Regions from separate parts of the Mus musculus genome. Here region 1 is linked to region 2. Evidence: chromatin contacts called from public HiChIP or PLAC-seq data. All regions are on one chromosome and are shown on one strand. The core of a region is the stretch at or near the end of the contact, and the rest is flanking DNA. Distances in the headings are between cores, read along the strand shown.

Region 1 (6,031 bases), core at 1,097-3,596, 340 kb before region 2:
AACTCCTTGGTTGGTGATGGTTGGTGTTTCAGACCCTGAGAACCCCAAAGGTTCAGATCAGCTGACTCTGTTGGTTTTCCTGTGGAATTTCCATCCCCTTCAGGCCTGCAACCCTTCTGGCACTCTTCCATAAGAGTCCCCAAGCTCTATTCACTGACTGTGGGTATCTGTATGTGTCTGAGTCAGCTGCTGGGTAGAGCCATCAGAGGACAACATACTCACGTCTGCAAGTATAACAGTATATCATTAATAGTGCTAGGGATTAGTGCTTGTCCATGGGATGGGTCATAATTGGTTGGCCATTCCTTCAGTCTCTGCTCCATACCCCGTGTCTGCACTTCCTGTAGACAGAATAAAACTTTTGGTTGAAATTTTTATGGGTGTGTTGGTGTCTCTATTGCTCTATTGGGGGTTCCTGTCTGTATACAAGAGGTAGTATCCTCAGGTTCCACATCCCCAACATAGTGTGTCACAGTCAAGGTCACCCTGTTGATTCTTGGGTACCTCCCTTATCCTAGGTCTCTATCTGGTCCTGGAAATGCCCCCACATCTCCACCCCCATCAAGCAAGACCTCTATTCACCTTCATGGCCATCTAGTCACACACCCCATCCTTCTTCACACCACTCCCCTCCCCATATTCCTCCTCCCAGCTCCCTTCCCCTCCAACTGCCTCTTATGACTGTTTTATTCCCCCTTCTCAGTGAGATTCAAGCTTCCTAAGTGGATATTTTTAGCTCAGTTGTCCCTTCTGGTCTGTAGATTTGCCCTCCAAGTTTCTACTCCCAGAGGACAGTTCTGCTCTTCTGTAGTAGAGCAGTATTTCTCAAACTGTGGGTCACAACTCCCTTTGGGAGTTGAATGACCCTTTCAAGGGGTTGACCAAGACCATCAGAAAGCATATATATTTATATTACAATTCACAACAGTAGTATCATTACAGTTGTGAAGCAACAACAACAATTTTATTGTTGGGGGTCATCACAGCAAAAGGAACTGTATTAAAAGATCACAACATTAGGGAGATTGAATACCACTGTGGTAGAGGAAAGAACTTATTACAAGGGTGAGAGAAAGAAAACAGAGAACTCTCATTATAATGTATAACTGTAACATGATCTTTTCACTATTAGTAATGTCTTACTTTTCCTGACTCACAAATTAAGCTTTATCATAGGGACAGGAGAAACAGTTTATGTAAGGCAAGGTGCTATCTAGGGGTCTTAGAAGATATCAAAATGGATAAAAGGGAACAAGCTAGGTGATAGCTAGATCAGTGCATGCTTGCTGTGCATGTAGGAGGACCTGAGTTCAAATCCCAGAGCCCAGTTAAAAAGCTGGGAGTGGTGGTATATACTTGAAGTCCCAGCCCAGAAGATACACAGAGGAACACAGGTGGGCCCCTCTGGCTTGCTGGACAGTCAGTCTCTTACCTTCACATGCATATGCACCCATGTACCCACACACATGTATATACACACAGACGCACTTGCATGGGTGCACACACACACACACACATACACAGAAGAATGAGACAGCTGCCACTCTTACAGTGAGAAAGGGAAGTCCTATTTATTGAAGACCTATAAGTCCCAAAACTGACCAGGCCATTTGTGCTCCTGATATAACTATATCCTCATAGACATCCTAAGCAATAGACACGCTTCTACCGGAGACATGAGTCTCAGCCACATCTGAGTATTATGCTTTGAGCCCAAAGCTCTTCTGGCTAGTTTTCAGAGGTCTGTGTTTCTCCACGTAGTCAACAAGAAACACGGAAGACAGTAGACTTCTGGGGAGTAGGGACCGGCTGCTCTTTTCTATTTAAGGGAATCTCAAAGCACACACCATAAGTTATCCTCTCCTCAGCACTCTTCACAGGCACTGGGTCCCGAGCCAACCCTCCAGCTTGGGACTCGGCAAACTGGTCTCACCTCCTGTTGGACAGCCACAGTGAGGCACAGATCCAGCATGCCACAAAACAGGGCTTCCTTCACCTGCATCTTCCTCTGTACATGGGTGACTGACAGCACCAGGTTGCTGAATACCTTTTAAATTTTAAACACATACTCAGACTTTGCAAGATGCCAATTTTCACCCAACCCACTAAGCACTAGCCACCCAGCTCACCAACCATTACTTATTCTTCATGCTCTGTTTTTTATTGAGTAACCCCTGTCCTGAATAATCCTTACTAAGGACCCCACTTTTTCTAAAGGAACAATCATATACAATATTTAAGTAAGCAACCAGTTTTGTTCTTCCTCATCTGGAGCCCAAGGGAGGAGCCCACTGTGGTGCAACACTAGTCCCACTGTCTGCTGTGCCCCAAGACAGCCCTTCTAGAAGCTCCCACAGTGTGGCAGCTCAGTTCTGTTCCTAGTAGTCAGTTTTCCTTCCTCTTAATACACTGACAGTTGCGTTTTAAGAATAGAGCGATTTTCTCATCCTGGGCTTGTCATACAAAACTATTGGCAGAAATATATTCCAGGGACAGCTTTTTAAAGTCTGTCTGCAAACAGCTCTGAGACTAAATTTGTGTCCCTGAACTAGGAGGGACAGAGCTTATTACAGAGAGAAGCCCAGAGGCCCAAGAAGGTGGAGTCCTGGCTCACCCCAACAGGAGGTCTAGACAGCAAGTGTCTATCAGTGGATCTGTGCACCCATGTACACACCCATCTACTCTGCTCTCAAGTGAGTGAATTACACTTATGAATTCAAGGCAGTTGTTTCACTCCTTAAAATTGGTGTTGAAAATCCATACTCACTATATTCATATAGGCTCGTCTTGCAAGGTTTCCTACAATATACTTGAAGTAAATGCACTTTGCAAAGCAAGAATAGATTCTATGTGCTTAATTTAAAACAACGGTTTCATTGCTGAGTGATTTTTCACATATAAGTTAGTCCCCCACATTCACTCTCTGCTCCCAGTGTTCTCCTCGGTGGTTCTATGGCCATGTCCACTAGAATACAGACATGTTTTTCTCTTGCCTGACAGTCACCTCTAGCTGCAGTCTGGATGTGTGTTTTTTAAAAGAACAGGTGATCCAGGAAGACAGCGTCCCTTCTCAGACCAGACTGTGTTCATGGTGGTAGCTCATTTGTGAACTCTTTCTGGTTTGGTGAGCTTGAAACTGATGGGTGGCCAGAGTCGGCCAAGTATTTTATTTTTAACATAACAAGTTGATCTGGGGAACCCTTCATATCAGTGTCTGGTGCTTCTGTGGGTAGAAGAGGCAAAGGCCTATCAGTTTTCACCAAAAGGGATTTATTTTTTACATTAAAACAATCACTATTATGAATAAAGAATTTAATATTATTCTGTTGATAAAATGAGGTTTAATAAATGAGGTATACAGTTATATTTAAAATATCATGAATCATTTTTCTAACAATAATTAAATATATTGGAATTAAATATAGAGATAAAAGAAAATTATACCATATTTACACACCATAATACATATGTGAATGTGTAACTATCAATCCATCTAGTTACCAACATGCCTAAACCGTGGTTCTGCCTATGGGAATACTGGGGAGACTTTCACATCTAGGGGATGGAGAGATGGCCCAGTACTTGCTGCTCTTCCAGAGGATCTAAGTTCAGTTCGCAAAACTCATGTCAGACAGCTCACAACCACCTGTAACACTAGCTATAGGATATCTTATGCCTTCTTCTGGTTTCTGCAGGTACACACACACACACACACACACACACACACACACACACACACACACACATAAAAATAAATATTAAAAGCTAAAACTAGCCGGGCATGGTGGCGCACGCCTTTATTCCCAGCACTTGGGAGGCAGAGGCAGGCAGATTTCTGAGTTCGAGTCCAGCCTGGTCTACAAAGTGAGTTCCAGGACAGCCAGAGCTACACAGAGAAACCCTGTAACGAAAAACAAAACAAACAAGCAAAAAACAAAAACAAAAAGGAAAGAAAGAAAGAAAGAAAGAAAGAAAGAAAGAAAGAAAGAAAGAAAGAAAGAAAGGAAGGAAGGAAGGAAGGAAGGAAGGAAGGAAGGAAGGAAGGAAGGAAGGAAGGAAGGAAGAAAGAAAGAAAGAAAGAAAGAAAGAAAGAAAGAAAGAAAGAAAGAAAGAAAGAAAGAAAGAAAGAAAGAAGGAAGGAAGGAAAAAAGGTAAAACTATGTTCTCAGAAATTCTAAATCTTTATGAGATCATCTTGTGTCTAAACAACAAAAACACTAAAATTTCCTTTCAGATAAAACCTATATGTTACAGTCAATCCTTTGTCAGCAGAGGGACATGGCAGCATTGCCTTGTTCTCTAATTCTGAGAATATTTTGGCCTTTTGAATATTCTAAATCTAATTCACACATAATAAAATGGAGATATATTTCCCAAAAGGCTTGAGAATGGTTTCTTGGAAACTGGCTTATGACATAAGACTACATGGCTTATGACATAAGACTACAGAGTAGAGCCAGTCAGAGAAGGGTCTTCCTCTGATGTGTGACATTCATTTACCATGCTCTGCTATGCTTTGGTATATTATGAGCAATAGCTACAAGTACTCTATTTTCTTGTTGGCACAATTGGTGAAAAAGTAAATGATCCATCAATTCAACAAATAGCAGACATAGTGGGTACCAGTCTAGAGCCTGCAGAAAGTAAGAGGATGGTTGGAGATACAAGAATCAGGACCAGCTCGTCCAAGGACCACCCCACTATACAACATCCCTGCATACTATTTTTCCTTTGCAGGGTGATTTTGCTTCCTAAGGAGTTTTGGGCTTTTTTACTTTTTTGGAAACAGAATCTCCTATATCCCAGGTTGTCCTTGAACTGGCTCTGTAGCTAAGTCTGCCCTTGAATATCTAACCTCCTGTCCCAACCTCCCAAGTGCTGGGATTACAGGTGTGCACCACCATAGCCAGTTTTACACGCTTCTGGGATCAAATTCAGGCATTCCTGCATGGTAGACAAAGACTCTACTCAGTTACCAGTTGCACAACTGTGCCCACTCTGGTATTTGCTTCTACCTATAGCTTACCTATTGAGGTTTGACTGTGAAATGCCCCCCCCCACAGACTCTTGCTTTTAAAAACCAGGTCTCCATCCAGTGGTACTGTTATGAGAGGTTGTGAAATGTTGAGGCCTGGCTGGTTGGCTGGTATGGGTGGAGTCTCTGGGGGTTACAGCTGGTCCAACTTAGGATCCTGTCCTACATTCTGGTCCTGACATCATATGAGAAGCTTCAGGGAACATCTCTGAAGCGATGGACTTCTACCATCACGCCTCCTTGCCACAAGAGATGGAAATTTACAGAAACTATTAACTAGAATATATTATGGGTCTTAAAAGTTTTTTCCATGGGTTACTTATTTGGTCACTAATCCCCGACCCTTGCCCTGTGTGTCTGTTTTGCTCATTCTTAGGATAGTAGACTATGTTAAAAGTCTATGACAGAGATATCCCAAACATCATGACCAAGACCATTTACTGAAGAAACCATTTGGAACTCATAGTTCCAGAGGGCTAGAGTTCATGACTATCATGGTAGGAAGTATAGCAGCAGGCAGGAAGGCATGGTTCCTGGGCAGTAGCTAAGAATTTACATCTTGAGACATGAGCATGAGACAGAGACACATACAGAGAGAGAGAGACAGAGAGACAAAGACAGATACAGAGAGACAGAGATGGAGTCTGGAAATGGCATGGACATTTGAAACCTCAAAGCCCACCCCTAATGACATACTTCCTCCAACAAGGCCCACCTCCTAATTCTTCCTAAATAGTTCCACCAACTAAGGACCAAGTATTCAAACACTTGACCCTATAGGTAGCATTCTTATTCAAACTACCACATTCTCTCTTTTTAATATAGAGAAAGTCAAATTTCAAGTGCTACTACATATGATATAGCAGGTGGTTTTCAAGCTCTGAGCTACATTCTTTTAATTTGAAGTGTCATTTGAAATACTTAAATATTAAATCTCTCTATCAAATTACATAAACATTGGAAAAGATAAATTCCTTACAGTGCCAGAACCTAATA
Region 2 (6,178 bases), core at 513-3,012:
TTTTGGTTTTCATGTGGTAATATACGTTGGCATCTCCAAACAAAGCCTGCCTTGTCTTGCAAAGGTCAGTGTAAGCTTCCACGTGTAGCTGTTAGGATTCCTCTGCTGCCCATCTAGTCCACAGCTATGACAAATCTTGCTGCTGAGCGAGGCTCTCTATTGGCTTAGTTTTGCTTGCACCTCCACAGTACACTACATCTGAAGGGCGAATCCCTAGAAGGATCGGCAGCCACAACGTGCACACTCTTGTGTGACTAATGTGCAATGTAAAATTGCCACCAAGTAACGCAAGATCCTAGCCTAGGCTGGAGTATAGTGCTTGCTTCCACGCTCAAGAACACTGTTCCTTCCTGCCATGGTCATCACAGCAGATGACCCAGTAATGGTAGGCACCTGGCACCTCATTCTGATTGACCCTCAGGAAGTGGAGGCATTAAGCACCTTCTCATAACTCCACAAGGTGTGATGTCTAATCTTGGTTGTCAACTTGACTCCATCTGGAATTGACTAAAACTCAAGCTACTGGACAGATCTCTGGGAGATTTTCTTAATCAGATTATTTGAGGTGGACTTGCTTCCCACAGCTTGCTCAAACTGCTTTCTTATAGAACCCAGGCCATAAGTCCAAGGGTGGCTCCACCCACAATGAGCTGGGGCCTCTTTCATTAAGGACTTGCCTAGAGCCCAGTCTTGAAAGGGCATTTTCTCAGTTGAGGCTCCCTCCTCTCTGACAACTCTAACCTGTGTCAAGCTAACGTAAAACTAGCCAGCACAGCTTGTTAATGCTCAGAGCATTCCCAGGGATTCATAAGTCCTTGGGGTTTAGGGTTATACAATGATCGTTTCCCAGGGTACAGCTACCCTGGAAACAGACTCAGCATAGTCACAAGTGGAACACACACACACACACACACACACACACACACACACACACACACACCATGAACCACTTGGCAATGGCTTCTGCTTCTTCTACTCTTAAATTAACATTCAGTCCAATGTGAAGGAGCAATAGTGAATTCTTTCTTCCTTTCTGGAAAGATCTGCCTGAGATAAAATGTCTCTCCACTCAGTGAAAACCCTTGAAAAAAATTTATGACAAGCCCAGTTTTTGGTTATTTGTTTTTGTTTTGTTTTGTTTTGTTTTGTTTTTAAGACAGGGTCTCACTGTGTAGCCCTAGCTGTCCTGGAACCCTATCTGTAGACCAGGCTGGCCTCAAACTCAGAGATTCAACCTGCCTCTGCCTCCCAAGTGCTGGGATTAAAGACATGTGCCACCACTGCCCTGCTAACAAGCCCAGTTTTTTTTTAACACAATGTTAAAACAAGAATCTAAGTCTTGAGTTGGCTCAAGCCTGTCCTGTAATCAAAATTGGTGTTTATGTGTATTAAAGTTCTCCTAGAGCCAGCCATATGTCTCAGCAGGTCAGGCACCGGCCATACAAGACTGACACCTGACTTTGATCCCTGGATCCCACATAAAGGTAGAAGGAGAGGCCTGCCTGGGAGATGCTGTCCTCTGACCTCCACACCCACACCACAGCAGAAGACACACACACATACAAACAATGGGTTTTAAATTACCTCTGTCTGAAGGCCAATGTCATTTTCACTAAAATACTCTTCAGATCAAATAAATATCAAGGGTTTTCTTTGGACTTTCTCCTTCTGAGGCATGTGCTTTCTGGGAAAGAAGTGTGGGTAAGAATATAAAATGAGGAGAAGCCAAGAAGAGGAACTGTGAACTATCCATGGTCACCCAGGGCCTGAGAAAGCAAGCAGCCAACTCTGTCCATTTGCCCCCTGGGGAGACACAATGTTCCTTCTCTTTCCTCCTTCCTCTAGTCCAAAATGCCCTGTCAGAGATCTGGTATGAACTCTGTACTCCCACAAGAGTGGGGAGCAGCACCCTTCAGTTACATGCACATTTTAAACTTGTGGGGGGTTGATTCCTCTGCCTATAATGTTATTCTCCCCTTCCACCCTTTAGCCATCAAGCCAATTCAACAGTACACACGGTCCTTTCCTAAACAAGTTGTTCCAAGATGTTCTGTGTTCCAACCAATCCTAAAGCAGGGGCAGGAAGCCTTTCCAATAACACAGGGCCCAACTCTTGCCCCTTGCAGCTAACTCCCTACACTATAGCTCCAAAATTAAGACAGGGGGCCAGAAATGGGAATGGATATCTGTAATCAGGAATCAGAGGCAGGAGGATTGCTACAAGTTCAAGTAGCTTGAACTATGTAGTCATTATCAGGTCTTCTAAGGCTATACAGTAAGACCCCATCTTAAGTAAACAAACAAACAAGAAAGATTGGATGCTAATAAGATGGAGGACTCTCCAGGTTTTCTATGCTGTAGCTGTCTGGGCATAGCAAACATTTCACAGTTCAGAGGCCCATGGACATGGATCAGACACACACAGTTTGCTCTCTAAGAGATAATCTGCCGACTGCCACTGAGTGAAAGAATGGAGAACTGTGAACTCCATAGATGTGAAGAGCAGAGAATCCCCCCTGTTAGTGTGGCTTTTACAGTAACAGTAATTTTACCTTCCCCTACCTAACTCAGCCCCCACCTCCCTGAAAGACTCACTGAAACAGGTTCAAGTGTCTGTAATGCAGGAGGCAGTCGGGACACAGACTCTGGGCCTTTCTGCACTATCTATGGAAATGCTGCAGCTTAGATGCTTTCCAGAACATTCTAGCTACTTGACCCAGAAATCCCCTTGCTGGGAACCCGCCCTAAGGAAATTATTCAAAAGAACAAGAATGCTATCCATGTGCCGAACCATTTCACTGCACTGGTGGTCTCTATAAATTAAAATAGGAATGGAACATCAATCTTCGACATCTGGACAGCGAAAGAAAACTGTCACATGACAGGGTGGAGACGGCACTTCTCCGTTAGGAGGCTGTTCTCAAGCTCATCGCTTACCTGTCTCTAGCTGTCCTTCTCTTTGTTTTAGAGAATGGTCGAGGAAACCGTGTGCTTTTGTTTAGTTAGGACAGTGGAAATGTGGGGCTATGCTTTTAACTCCTTTGAGATTTTACTCCAAGGAAGTCACACAGGCTACTCTGCTCTTTCCTCATGGGAACAATGTAGGTGCCCAGTAACAAGGGATGTGTTAAACAGCAGACACACACCCGAAGGACATTGTGCTGCCAATCAAAGCTATCATACAGAATATGATGCATGACTCCAAAGTATGGCATTCTGCTCAGTGGCATAGAAGGGTGGTCTGAAATGTTAGATGGAGAAAGCAATGAACTAAATGCACTTTACAATCTTATTTTCCTCTAATTTCCTCTAATTTCTTTAATTTTTTCATTTCAAATAATAATAAAAATTTTGAACACAGAAAAAAAAAAGAGTGTTCCTAGAGGCGAACCTCATAATTTAAAGGTAAAAATATCTAAGGTTTAAATGTTAAAACTAAAAAACTCTTAGAAGGAGAAATCTTAAGATCTTGGACTGTATCTTGTCTTTATAAATGTATAATAAGAGCCTGGATTAAGTAATATTCCTAAATCCTGACATCAACCAGTGGGGCAGGGAAGAATAAGCTGATTAAAGAAACTGAAGACAGCCCAGGAAAGGTGGGGAGTCTTCAAATCGCCTATTCCATAAAGGCCTAAGATCCAGAATTTATTTAAAAGGTGGAGGGTGGATAATGAGAATGAAAGAGGAGAAGGAAGGGGAGGAAGAGAGACTGGAAGAGGAGAAGAGAGAAAAGGGGGAGGAGGAAGAAGATGGAGAAGAGAAAGAGGAAGAGAGTGAAGACGAGGAAGAGGAAGGAGAGAACACATCCAACCCCCACAGTGTCAGGAACTTCATCAAAGTGGTATACTAGTAGAGGGACCATTAGTCCCTGGGACTTCAACAGTGGAACAGGCAGCTCTCAGGTCAGGGGTAGCAGAGGTGTTTGTTCCCTCTGGGGCAGGGCTGGGACCTGTGTCTCTGAGTTCAACCACAGGTCTGAGCTCTCTGTCCTGAATTACCAGGAAAAGAAGCCTGGGACCTATCCACACGATGGTCAGGCAGTCCAGACACAAGGACGCAACCACCAGATCCAAGCTTCAGTTCCAATACCCTGAAAATGAAGAAGCCAAGGGGTAGAGATGGAACATCGCTAAACTATCGTGACTCTGCCCTTAGAGCCTCTCCTCTGGTTTTTCAGAGAGTCCCCGCACGTCTATGTCAGAGGTTTTCGAAAAGTCACAGGCAAATGGAACAGGAGTCCTGGCCCTACCCCCGACTCCATGGACAGGGATGGCACCACGTCCCTCACCTTGTGTAACAGGAAAGGACAAGGGCCCTGCAACCCATGCATTCTCTCTGCCCCCACCTCAGAAACCGTTTGTCAGTTTCTCCACCAGGCCTGGGAATGAGGAAGGTACTAATTTGATCATGGTTCTGGAAACAGGGCCTGGCAGAGCCAAAGTCAACTAGCCACCAGGAATTACCTAACCCAACACAAGGGGAAGCTCAGGAGCTTTGTCACTTTAGCAATTGACCTATTATTTTATTGCTGATAGAGAAAGGAAAGTGCCATCATAAATTAGCTCCTCGCTCCTTGAGGAACTCCTCAGTGATACTCTAAGGCAGTTCTTAACCCTTAGGTTCTGACTGGCCCCCACCGGTATTGCGTCTCAGATATCCTGGATATCAGATGTTTATATTACAATGCATAACAGTAACAAAATTAGCTGTAAAGTAGTAAAGAAATCATTTTATGGTTGGGGGTCACCACAACATGAAGAACTGTATCAAAGGGTTGCAGCACTAGAAGGTTGAGAACCACTGCTTTAAAGTTCAAGAACTTTGGAGGTGAGAAGGACACAGTAGATGACAGAGAGGTCCCTTGTCCTTGTCATAGGTGATGTCATGTGGCTGTGGAGCTGGAGTCTAGGAATGGGATGATGGCCCAGGATCTGGGAATATATTACAGCCACAGCACAGACCCAGCCTCCAAGCCAAGTCTTCCGGTATGAGCACCATACACCGGGGTGGGGGCTACTTCCAGGAGCACAGGGGTCACCAGCCCAAAAGCTCTGCTAGGCCTTGACTCTCTTTCAAAAGAAACCTGAAACCAGTTAGCACTAACTGAAACTAATCACACACCTCCAAAGCCACCTTCCCGAAAGCCTGCCTCAGAGCTCTGCCTGTGGAGACAGTGGGGGTGCAGTCCTGTGCCCAGGGACCTGACTGAGCTACAGGAGAAACCATGGGATGAGCAATACAGCCATAGGGTGAGCCCTTGGAGCAGCTCCTGAGGCACTGGCAACACCAGGCAGGCAAGCAGAGAAAACAAGAATGGCAGGCAGACAGGCCCCAAAGGTGGGGCAAATGGTCGAAGAGGCGTGTGAACGGCACAGGTAACACTTGGACAGGCTTCTAGAGTATCACATCTGGTCCTATGCAGAATGATCTCCTACCCCAGGATGTCCCCACAGGTCAGCCTCCAATGGTGACCTAGAGAAGGCCCAAGGCTGGACAATGCTGAGCAAGTGCCTGGCACAGACAGCCACGTGTGGGCATGGGGGGGGGGGGGGGGACACAGCATTGGCAGAGTGGGACCAGCACTGGGTCACACATGCTACAAGGACTCACTTTCCTCCTAGCTCCCTCCCCTCTCCTCCTGGTCCTTATCATCTTCCTATAGGCAGGTCTCCAAAATCCTCATCCCACTCCTACCCTCGGAGCTCCCGGAAATAATCAGGCCACTGCGTTTTCTTTTGTATGTTTTGAAGACAAGATCTCATGTAGCCCAGGTTGGCCTCGAACTCATTTTATAGCTGAGGATGACTCTGAACATCTGATCATCCTGCCTTCTCCCCCTGGATGTCAGGATTACAGTTCTGTAGCACCATGGCCTGTTTAGGCAGCTCTGGGGACTGAGCTCAAGATCTCGCACAGGCTGGGCAAATGCTCTACCAAGTAAGCGACATCCCTACACCTCAGTGGCTTTAGTTTCACACAATCACTATAACACATCGGTCTCACAGAACCCCTGCCAGGCTGGGATTGTTACCCCACTTTCCAGATGAAGAAACTAAGGCTGAGGCAGCTGGATCGACAGGAGTCAAACCACCAGCTAGGAAGAGGTAGTCCTGGTGCCCAGCCTGTCCAATAAGCTGGAGGCCAAAGAGAAGCTGCCAGCTCTATGGGCTTCCAA

Evidence for each region. HiChIP or PLAC-seq counts read pairs in DNA pulled down with a chosen protein or histone mark.
Region 1: a contact with region 2 is called in an H3K27ac HiChIP or PLAC-seq map of bone marrow-derived dendritic cells, with 2.4 times the contacts expected there. The contact joins two enhancer-like sites. A contact is called at or near these places in 2 of 115 datasets of contacts at active chromatin or transcription factors (bone marrow-derived dendritic cells and regulatory T cells).

The regions. Positions count from the first base shown.
Region 1 is chr12:25,489,291-25,495,321 of GRCm38.p6, reverse strand. No RefSeq gene overlaps it. Among named protein-coding and RNA genes, the nearest start is that of Gm36886, 18 kb to the right of the region's middle. Within about 2 kb of position 2,346, at least 16 of the 459 cell types and tissues checked have an H3K27ac peak or open chromatin away from gene starts, as enhancers often do. A contact at or near this core is called in bone marrow-derived dendritic cells, where this site is marked.
Region 2 is chr12:25,146,480-25,152,657 of GRCm38.p6, reverse strand. The region is part of intron 4 of Gm36287 (a long non-coding RNA gene); the gene reads right to left. Among named protein-coding and RNA genes, the nearest start is that of Gm36287, 10 kb to the right of the region's middle. Within about 2 kb of position 1,762, at least 7 of the 459 cell types and tissues checked have an H3K27ac peak or open chromatin away from gene starts, as enhancers often do. A contact at or near this core is called in bone marrow-derived dendritic cells, where this site is marked.